Regions from separate parts of the Columba livia genome. Here region 2 is linked to region 1. The links are chromatin contacts, called in public Hi-C maps. All regions are on one chromosome and are shown on one strand. Each heading gives the region's core, a stretch centred on a gene start, on an enhancer-like site or on the middle of the called end of the contact. The rest is flanking DNA. Distances are from core to core; before and after follow the strand shown. Region 1 has its middle 110 kb from the start of NFE2L3. Region 2 overlaps SKAP2 (src kinase associated phosphoprotein 2).

What was found. A called contact is a pair of places that touch in the nucleus more often than the background predicts.
Region 2: a contact with region 1 is called in a Hi-C map of liver, with 2.1 times the contacts expected there. The contact joins two enhancer-like sites. A contact is called at or near these places in 2 of 2 Hi-C or Micro-C datasets (crop and liver).

The regions. Positions count from the first base shown.
Region 1 is chr2:35,701,483-35,705,740 of bColLiv1.pat.W.v2, forward strand. No RefSeq gene overlaps it. Among named protein-coding and RNA genes, the nearest start is that of NFE2L3, 110 kb to the right of the region's middle. Within about 2 kb of position 2,154, at least 2 of the 3 cell types and tissues checked have an H3K27ac peak away from gene starts, as active enhancers do.
Region 2 is chr2:36,070,902-36,075,159 of bColLiv1.pat.W.v2, forward strand. SKAP2 (src kinase associated phosphoprotein 2) reads right to left here. Exons shown (of 11, transcript XM_065051387.1): 11 at 1,728-4,211. Among named protein-coding and RNA genes, the nearest start is that of SKAP2, 120 kb to the right of the region's middle. Within about 2 kb of position 2,495, at least 2 of the 3 cell types and tissues checked have an H3K27ac peak away from gene starts, as active enhancers do.

The DNA of each region.
Region 1 (4,258 bases), core at 904-3,403:
TGTCCCCAGCCTCGGGGAGAGGGGAAGCGATCCCGTTTCTGGTACCGGCATCGGGGCGAAGGGGCGCTGGGACCCGGGGAGCCCCGCCGGGGAAATGGGGGGGCTGGCCAGCCGCGGGCCCGGGAGCCGCGGAGGCGCCTCCGGGCTCTCCCCTCGCCGGTTTCCGTCCAGGGCTGCCCTGCCTTTCCCTCCACACGCACACCCGGCTCTGAATCAACCGGTGTTTTTAAGGGGGTTCTTTGATCTGGCCAAGTGTCAGAGTTCCGAAAGCCGGGACTCAAATAACACGTCATTACGGCAAACAAATTTCTGCAGTCAGCTTTATGGCTTTATTGTCTATGGCACGAATAAATTCGGGGAATTAGCAGGTTAGGGGGGAAAAAAAAAGGGGGGGGAGCAGAAACTTGCATGAAATAAAGGACACATCTGTTTCCAGGAGAAAATACGGTAAAAAACACACACAGTCGCCACTGGCTGTATAGACAGAGGAAAACACCGTCTGTTATCTTTTAAATAGCCCTTAAGTTGATATTTGCGTTTACAATAAGTTTTTTAATAAGTCGTTTTCTAGTAATCCGTGTTATATGTATTTTGTAATACACGTATACAAAAAAAAAAAAAAAAAGAAAAAGGCTTAATGTGTATATACAATCATATGTTCACAATTCCCTTCGCATGTGCAAGCAGGCACACTTAAAGCATACACTACCATAAAATTTAAATAGGGGTAGATTTTTATGGGCTTGTGTATTAATAGTCTCTAATAAAATAAAGCTTACTGTGTATGTGTGTGGCTTGTGTGCATATGGCTACACTTACCGTTCAGTTTTCAATTTGCTAGATAACCAGTGCAGGTAGTACGAAAGGGGGCATATACATGGATAAATCGGTATATGTCTGGTTTTGTGTGCACACGTACTGAGATCTAGTTTCTGACCCGGGAAAACAATGTATCACCTCTAGTATGTCAACAAGTGGTTTTGTTCTCCTGTCTTAAATATTTTGTGAGCCAAACTACACAACTGGAAATAATGGATTTTCTATGAGATATAAAAGAAAATTCCATCTTCCTTTTTTTTCTTTTTTTTTTTTTCCCCTGAAATCGCTTTTGAAAATAAAGTCCCAGACATTCGAAAGGGCATTAAATCGTTTCGTTCTCTGCCCACACGCGTGCATACGCACGCACACGCCTGCTGTCCTTTGTCCCGTGAGAGGACACCGGTGAGTGTCAAAAGACCCGATTTAGGAGCTTTTCATCCATAGGCTTAGTTTTCCCTAGGTTTTACGTACATATCTATTTTATATGTATTTTGTAGATCAATATTTTGCATGTGTGCCTGTACATTATATATGTATACATGTGTACATTTATGCATTTTTATATAGCAAGAAACGTTGATGAATTGGTTTGAGCCTCTTCTCTGAAGGACCTTGGCAGACCCCCCGAGGCCGGTCTGAGGGGTCGGTGGCGGTGCCTTCCACCAGGTACCGGCGCGCAGAGGGGCTCGGAGCGGCGGCGCGATGAAGGCGGAGTGTGTGAGAGGGGCTGGGGGGACAGGTAGCCCCGGCATGGGCAGGGGCCCGAGCTTTATTCCCTGCTGTATGCTACAGCTTCCAGGCCCTTTAATAAGTCCAAATATTTACCCTCTAGAGAAATGCTTTATGTGGCCGCATGAAGGCGGGTAACCTTTGACAACAGCCGTCACACAACACTCCTCCGTAATGGACCACAGTGCGCGTACATCTAATTTATTGTGTTAAAAGTTATTGCAGGGGCTACGGGAGGGGGTCTCCAGACTACAAATAAGCGTTTTGCCACTGGGCGGAAAACACCGCCCCTGGGTCAGCCAGGCAAAGCCACGGGGTATCCGATTCGACCCCATCAACCACTCCATATGATGCCTCTTTCATGCTTTTTGACGAAAAATAATACAACAACAAAACAAACCACCGGATACTGCAACACAATCTCCCGGTAATACGCCAGGCGATATCTAGCACGTCTATCTGATAAAGGGGATCGTTTCCCGACGAGTCCCTCGGCAGGAAATCGTTCCCGATTAAACAGGGAGAAGCGGGAAAAACCCTGTCGCCCGGCTGGTGACGGTGCCAGTGCTGGTCCGGGGCCACCGGGAGCGCCGCGCCGGGACCGGCTGCGGTGCGATGCGGTGTCTCGGTCACCGCTGGCTGAACGAGCCCCCGCTTGGGACGGGAGCAGCCCAGGAGCCTTTTAAAATAGGTGCGGGCTAATAAGGGGCGACGTTTCAAGCAGCCGCAGCGGCCCGGCGGCAGCACCCGTGGGGGCAGAGCGGAGGAAGCCCGGTGGGATATTACCCTGTTTGTTTTCCCTTTGATCCGTAGGAAATAGGTCCTGCACTGCGTGACCCATTAAACTAATAAGATTATAAAGATCAGCAAGAGGGGATGGGGTCGCTAATGGTTCCCATCTGGCCCAGATTTTCGGCGTTATTAAAAACGGCGAGGGGAGCGGGCTTGGGTTACAGAGCCGGGGTGAAAGCGGAGAGAGGGGGCAGCCCGGACCACACATCACACCAATTAGCGCGGCGGGGCGGAAGGGCCCGGGGAGCCGGAGGGGCGCGGGCCGCCATAAACCACGGCGGGACATTTACGGCGTGTGGCTCCCGCCGCGGCGGCGAGCACCGCCCGCCTCCCCGCCCCGCTCCTCATGCATATGCAAGTACCGGCGCCCCTATGCAAATCGCCGCCCTGGCTCCACCTCGGGCGGTTCGCGGGGGGCGGGAGGCGGTGCCGGACGCTCATTTCAATAGCCCCGCCCCGAGCGTGACGCCTCCGGGACGATCCTCCAATGAGAGCCAGCGCGGCTTCAGGTTGCTCCTTCGCACGCCCCCCGATCTCCCCGCCTCTCCAAGGCACGCCCGCTGGCGGCGCTGGCCAGCCAATAGCAGCGCAGGATGCAAATGAATCGTGGGCGGTGCGCGCCGCGTCCCCGCGGATTGGTCGTGCGGCGCCGGCGCTTGGCGGCTCCGCCAAACGGGGCGGGGGCGGCTCGCTATTGGCTGGCGGCGGGGGGACGGGCCTGCCGCGCTGCGGGGCGGGGCGGATGACGGTGCGGAGATGTTCCGGCCCCTCGGCTAGGCGGAGCGCGCGCCGGGCGGGCCCACGCGTCCCGCCCTCCGCGTCCCGCCCCCCGCTTCCCGCTTCCCGCCCCCCGCTTCCCGCCCTCCGCGTCCCGCCCCCCGTGTCCCGCCCTCCGCGTCCCGCCCTCCCGGGCTGCAGCCTGATCCGCCCGCCCCCCGGAGGACGTCCCTCCGAAGCCGCTTGTGTGTCCCCTCCACTCGGCCTCGAGCTCACAGGCCGAGCCCCGCCCTTCAGCCGTCGCTGTGAAGCGCCGCCCGCCCCGCGGCCGCCGGCACCGCCGGTACCGCTCTGGGGTTTCCCAGCAGCCGGTGTTGGGCGGCGCGCTCTTAAAAAATGGGTGAAAACAATAAAAAGGAAAAAGAACTCGAATTGGGAGTAGGCGGGTCCCAGCTCCGCTTGTTTGCAGCTAATGAGCAGCAGGGCAATGAGCGGCACTCCCAGGAAGCGAGTGACGGTTCGGGGCGGGGGAGCTGAGCGAAGAAGGGGGGTTAGTCAGGGCAGGAAGGGCTGGCTTTAAAATGAGGGGTGTGCGCACCGCCGGGACGGGCTCCGGGGCCGAGGGGGTTACCCGTGTCTGCGTCCATCTCGCTTCATGCGCCACAGAGAAAATTGTGTCTACACCGTTAATAGAAAACATCCCACTAACGAAACGACGTCCCCAAGACGCTTGAAGGGGTGTTTAAGCACCAATTTAAGCGCACCCCCAGCCTTCCCACTGCGATCTTTAAATGAAGCAAATAGTATTGGAACTATTTGCTCTAGGCAGCTTTGTGCTTTTTAAATGCCCGAACGTCACCTCGACATAATTTAAGTGGTTATCTGAAGTGATTTATGTGATCGTCTTGCCATAAGCGATTATCTCGGCGTTTTCGTTGAAGTCACTTTCAAAACAAAAATCTCGTGATGGTCAACGGAGACTTGAAGGAACCTTTCTAAAAAGTGCGTGCTTTTAGCTAATAGTACAAGAATAAAAAACATCTGAAAGTATATATGTGTGTTAGCTGTTCTTCAGGATATTTTTTTAACAGTTTATTCCTTATCATTGATACGACACTTCACAAGTCGCCTCTCTTGTTCTTCACTATATTTCACGAACTATTTGCCCCAACTGATCTCTGACTTTAAAACTACGGGGAAA
Region 2 (4,258 bases), core at 1,245-3,744, 370 kb after region 1:
AGAGGTTTTTCCTCTACTTTGCTTTGAACCCAGCTTCCTGTGAATTTCTCAGTCTGGTCATTTGGACTAAGGAAAATTCCAGGCAGCAGAAACAGAATTGTCTAGATCCCATTACAAAAATCTCTCCTAAACAAATCCATAAAAGGCTATGATGTAACAATTCATGGCTTATCACTGCCTGATTTGCTTCACAATTTAAAGGGGGAAAAAAATATATGTATTGGCACAACGCGGTTGGATTAGAAAAGCAGAATCCCTTTGACCTGCACATCCTGTCACCACCTCAGCCCCCCTTTACTTTTTCCAGTAGGAAGAAGAGACTGGTCAAGTCACAATTTCATCCCAGAAGCATGAAATACTGTGCTTACACCCAGCTTGAATCCACAATTTTAAGTCCGCAGTGTGAAGTTGGTTGGTGTTGGTCCCTCACAGCAAGACATGGGATCCTGAGAAACAGGAAATGAACTCTAGGACAGAGATGCAGCTTTGGCAGAGCACTCTTCACTGAGCTCACTGTCAGTTTTTCTAAATAAAGGTGGAATTAAGCAGACACTTGTCTGAAAAATGTCAGCTTCAGAGAAACCCTGGTAAGTGAAGGTCTTACACTTTATCAGTACATTGTGCTATGTAGAGTAGAAAGTTGTTTATAAGGTTTCCATGCATATGCTTATTCCCACAGTTACATATTAATAAATTTTTCATCAAGCTGAGGGAGAGGAGAGAAACATCGAATGGCTCATGCATCTGAAAAGCACGACATTGTCATCTACCTGGCTACTGTCATGCATGTTTTAATATTTTACAGCTTTCCTACAGATCCCAGTGAACTTTATCAAGCCAGGACTCTGATATACAGCCACAAGTTTGTTTTGCTTTACCCGAGATAGAAAAATGGATGAAATGTAGTCTTTTGGCTACGGAGAAGCCTGTGCCTTTCTTTTGTTTAGTTCAGCTTACGGAAATAATTGCATCTCTTTCAGAAAGAGGACAAAGAGTATTCAGCAAAAGGCACTTTGAAATTGTATTGCCGGGTTTTGAGTTACAGTTTTGAGAGCCTGATCCAGAAGCAACCAAATTCAATGGCTGCTCAGTTTCAAAAGTCTTTGGATCAGGTTCTAAAGGGTTATTCTTTACACTTCTTCTAATGCTGTGTCATGCTCAGGCTGTAGAGCCAAAAAGAAGAAACTTTATGCATTTGGCTTCACATATAGAATGGCATCCTAATTAGCATTCACATTCTGCTTAATTCCAGTCACAAGAAGTTTTTATTATTAATGGAGGAGCAAAAGGTAAGTTGATGCACATCACTTCCCTAAATCTTATCCATAGATCTCTCTGACGAAAGAACCAGTGCATACACTACCCTCAGTACAGGTAATTAGCGGCAGCATGCACAAAGAGGTATATCCTAACTAGATGCTAGGAAAATACATGAACCAGTTGTCTGTATAGAGAAGTACATGAAAAAATACTAGAGTGTGACATTATTATATCCGGGTGCCTCTGCTATAAAAACCATTTGTATTACCCTTACTTCTCTGAATAAATTCAAATGACAGCCCCATTTCATTTCTTCATTCAGTCTGGAGGCCAGATGGCATTAGAATCATTTACTTCACCTTGTTGTGCTTAATTACTACAATCAACACACTATTTTCCAAATTAATCATAACAAAGTAATTTCATTAGTAACACAGCAGGCTGTTGAATTATTAGCATCATAACAGTTTGCAAACAATTAAACTTTATTTGAACCTTAAAAATTTGCAGAGTAGAACATTATTGTAAGATCTAATGGCAGTATAGTACAAATCCAGAACAGAGCAAATAATCAAGTAGAACGCTATACAAAATGCGACTTATAATCACCTTTCAAAAACTGAGCTGTTTTACTATTCACAGAATGCAAGTGCAACCTAAGTAAACAACAAAAATAAAGCAATTAGCATTTTCTACCATTGAGTTTTGTTCAAGTAGTATGGAAGGAGATTTTTTTTATCCAAAAAAGGTTATGGTATTTGCACAGATTTAAAGTAAACAATTCATCTGTGGTCCATTGCTGGTTTATTCCAAGACACTTCAAGTGAGTTTCAGGACATCCTTCACGCTTTGAATTATTAAGGCAGTTTGTTTATTCCCCCCCCCCACACACACACACACCTCCCCCCATGTACTAAGAGGGGTGAAAAGCCCTAAAAGAGAACTACAGACAAAAGACTCGCGATTTCTCCGACTGCCACCACCCAGCAGAGGCAGCGCTCGGCGGGCCCGCGGCTCATGGCTTGGGGAAGGACTCCCTCTCCTGGAAACGCGGCGGCCGCGCACGGAAGGGGGAAGGGGACGGGCTCGGCTTCCGACCCTGCCATGAAAATTTGCTGCCACCTACCGCCGCGGGCGCGCAGTGCAGCGCAAGGCCGCGCAGGGCCGCGGAAAGCCGCGCAGGGCAGCCTCTTCCCTTCCCCCGCGCCCCGGCTGCCCACGGAGCCGCTCCCGACCCAGCCCCGCGTTGGTCCTGTCCTAAATCAAAGTTTTGCAAATACACACTTCATCTCAACGAAACAGGGGATTTCCTCCCCCCACAGAAAGTAGGTGTTCGTGGAATTCGGAATTACTTAATTAATAAAAAGACGTTTCAGTGGGCAGATCTATTATGCTGCCAGGTTAACAAGTGAGAAGGAGCTTTTCTGGCCCTGATATTAACGCTTCACATTCTGTACACAATTCACAAGTACACTTGATAAATTAAAGTAGTAAAAGATCTGAAGACTATAATCTATCATTTTAATGCTTCACTGATAACTTACAGAATCAATTTCAATGACCATCTCCTTTTTAAAAAAATTGCAATAAAACTCCACAACCTGTTTGACTCCAATTAGAATCCAGCGCAACATCAAGTATCGTACATTAGCTAAAATAAAGCACCACATTTTAGCTTACTGAGAGGATGAGTTCAGACTAACGTTACCTTTTAACCCACAGTGTTTCCAGGGCCCGCCTGAAGCATAAACAGCACAAGCAACTACAAGGGGACCTGCACAGGCTCAGCAGTTCGCAGACTGGCCTGACCTGCCTCTTTGGCAGATTAAGGGTCTCACAAATCAAGTGTGTGGGAGGACTCGAAAAAGTTGATCTTGCATGCGAACAGTAAAGCGCATCTCCAAAACAAGAGGATTTGAAGTATTAACTCTGAGCTGCCCAACTCCTTTGTCCATGCAAGTGAGAGGATTTTAGCATACTTTCATGTTTTGACTGATGCTTTTAGCCACAAAGTTCTGGATTTGACACAAAGACTTCAGGTAGCTGTTACTAATCCACATAGAGCTGAAGATGTCTGTTGCACAACTTAAATCAGAAATTCCATATATGAAAAAGGTATCCAGATTTGACTTTGTAAAAGTTTCCCTTAAGGTACAGATAAAATATTGAACACTACCACAGACAAAAATCATTCTTATCTGCCATTTAGTTCATGTTAACTTAGCAAAAACTGTGGGGTTTAATATATTATCTTTTTACAAATTTTCATATAATTCCTATCTCCAAGTCAGAATGGTCTCAGGTCCATATAACCACATAGGCTGATTTATTACATCAGCAAAAGAACTAAGCCTTCATTTTGTGGCAACAAAATATTAGTTAACAATATAATACTAAATATATGAGAAAAATAAACCATTGGCTAAAACATAATACAAAAACACGTGGAAGCAGGCCTGAAGACTTGCAATATTACACATAAATTTCCCTTGATTTTCCTAGGAAACTGCACAAAATGTATGGTGAGCATTAAAGGGTTAATGTATGCATGAACTGACTAATAGTCTTCTACTTTTGAAGTTCAGTTTAATTTTTTCTAAATCTGAGGAACAGGAAAACACAGCCAAGTTCCCTGAAAGAACACGAACCTGTAGCTATACAGAGCGCTGCTTAAGAAGAGAGCAACAGGCACTGTTTGGCTGCTCGTGCCCCATATGTTAATTACCATCTATTTCATTTCCTAGCATTACAATTCTATACAAAGTGGCTACGAAGAACATTTCCGCAGAATTATGATCAATTACAGTTTTTAATGTTTAATATACACAAGGCAACGATATGAGTACGTTCACTGAAACCACAAAATGTGTACGGCAGAATCTTCTGCTTTCAGAGGCCGGGTCTGTAAACTGCAGCTGCACACCACTCTTGATTTCAAGTGCAGATTTCTCCTGATTAGGGAGAGAGAAGTTGAAAGTTTATCACTAACCAAAAAACC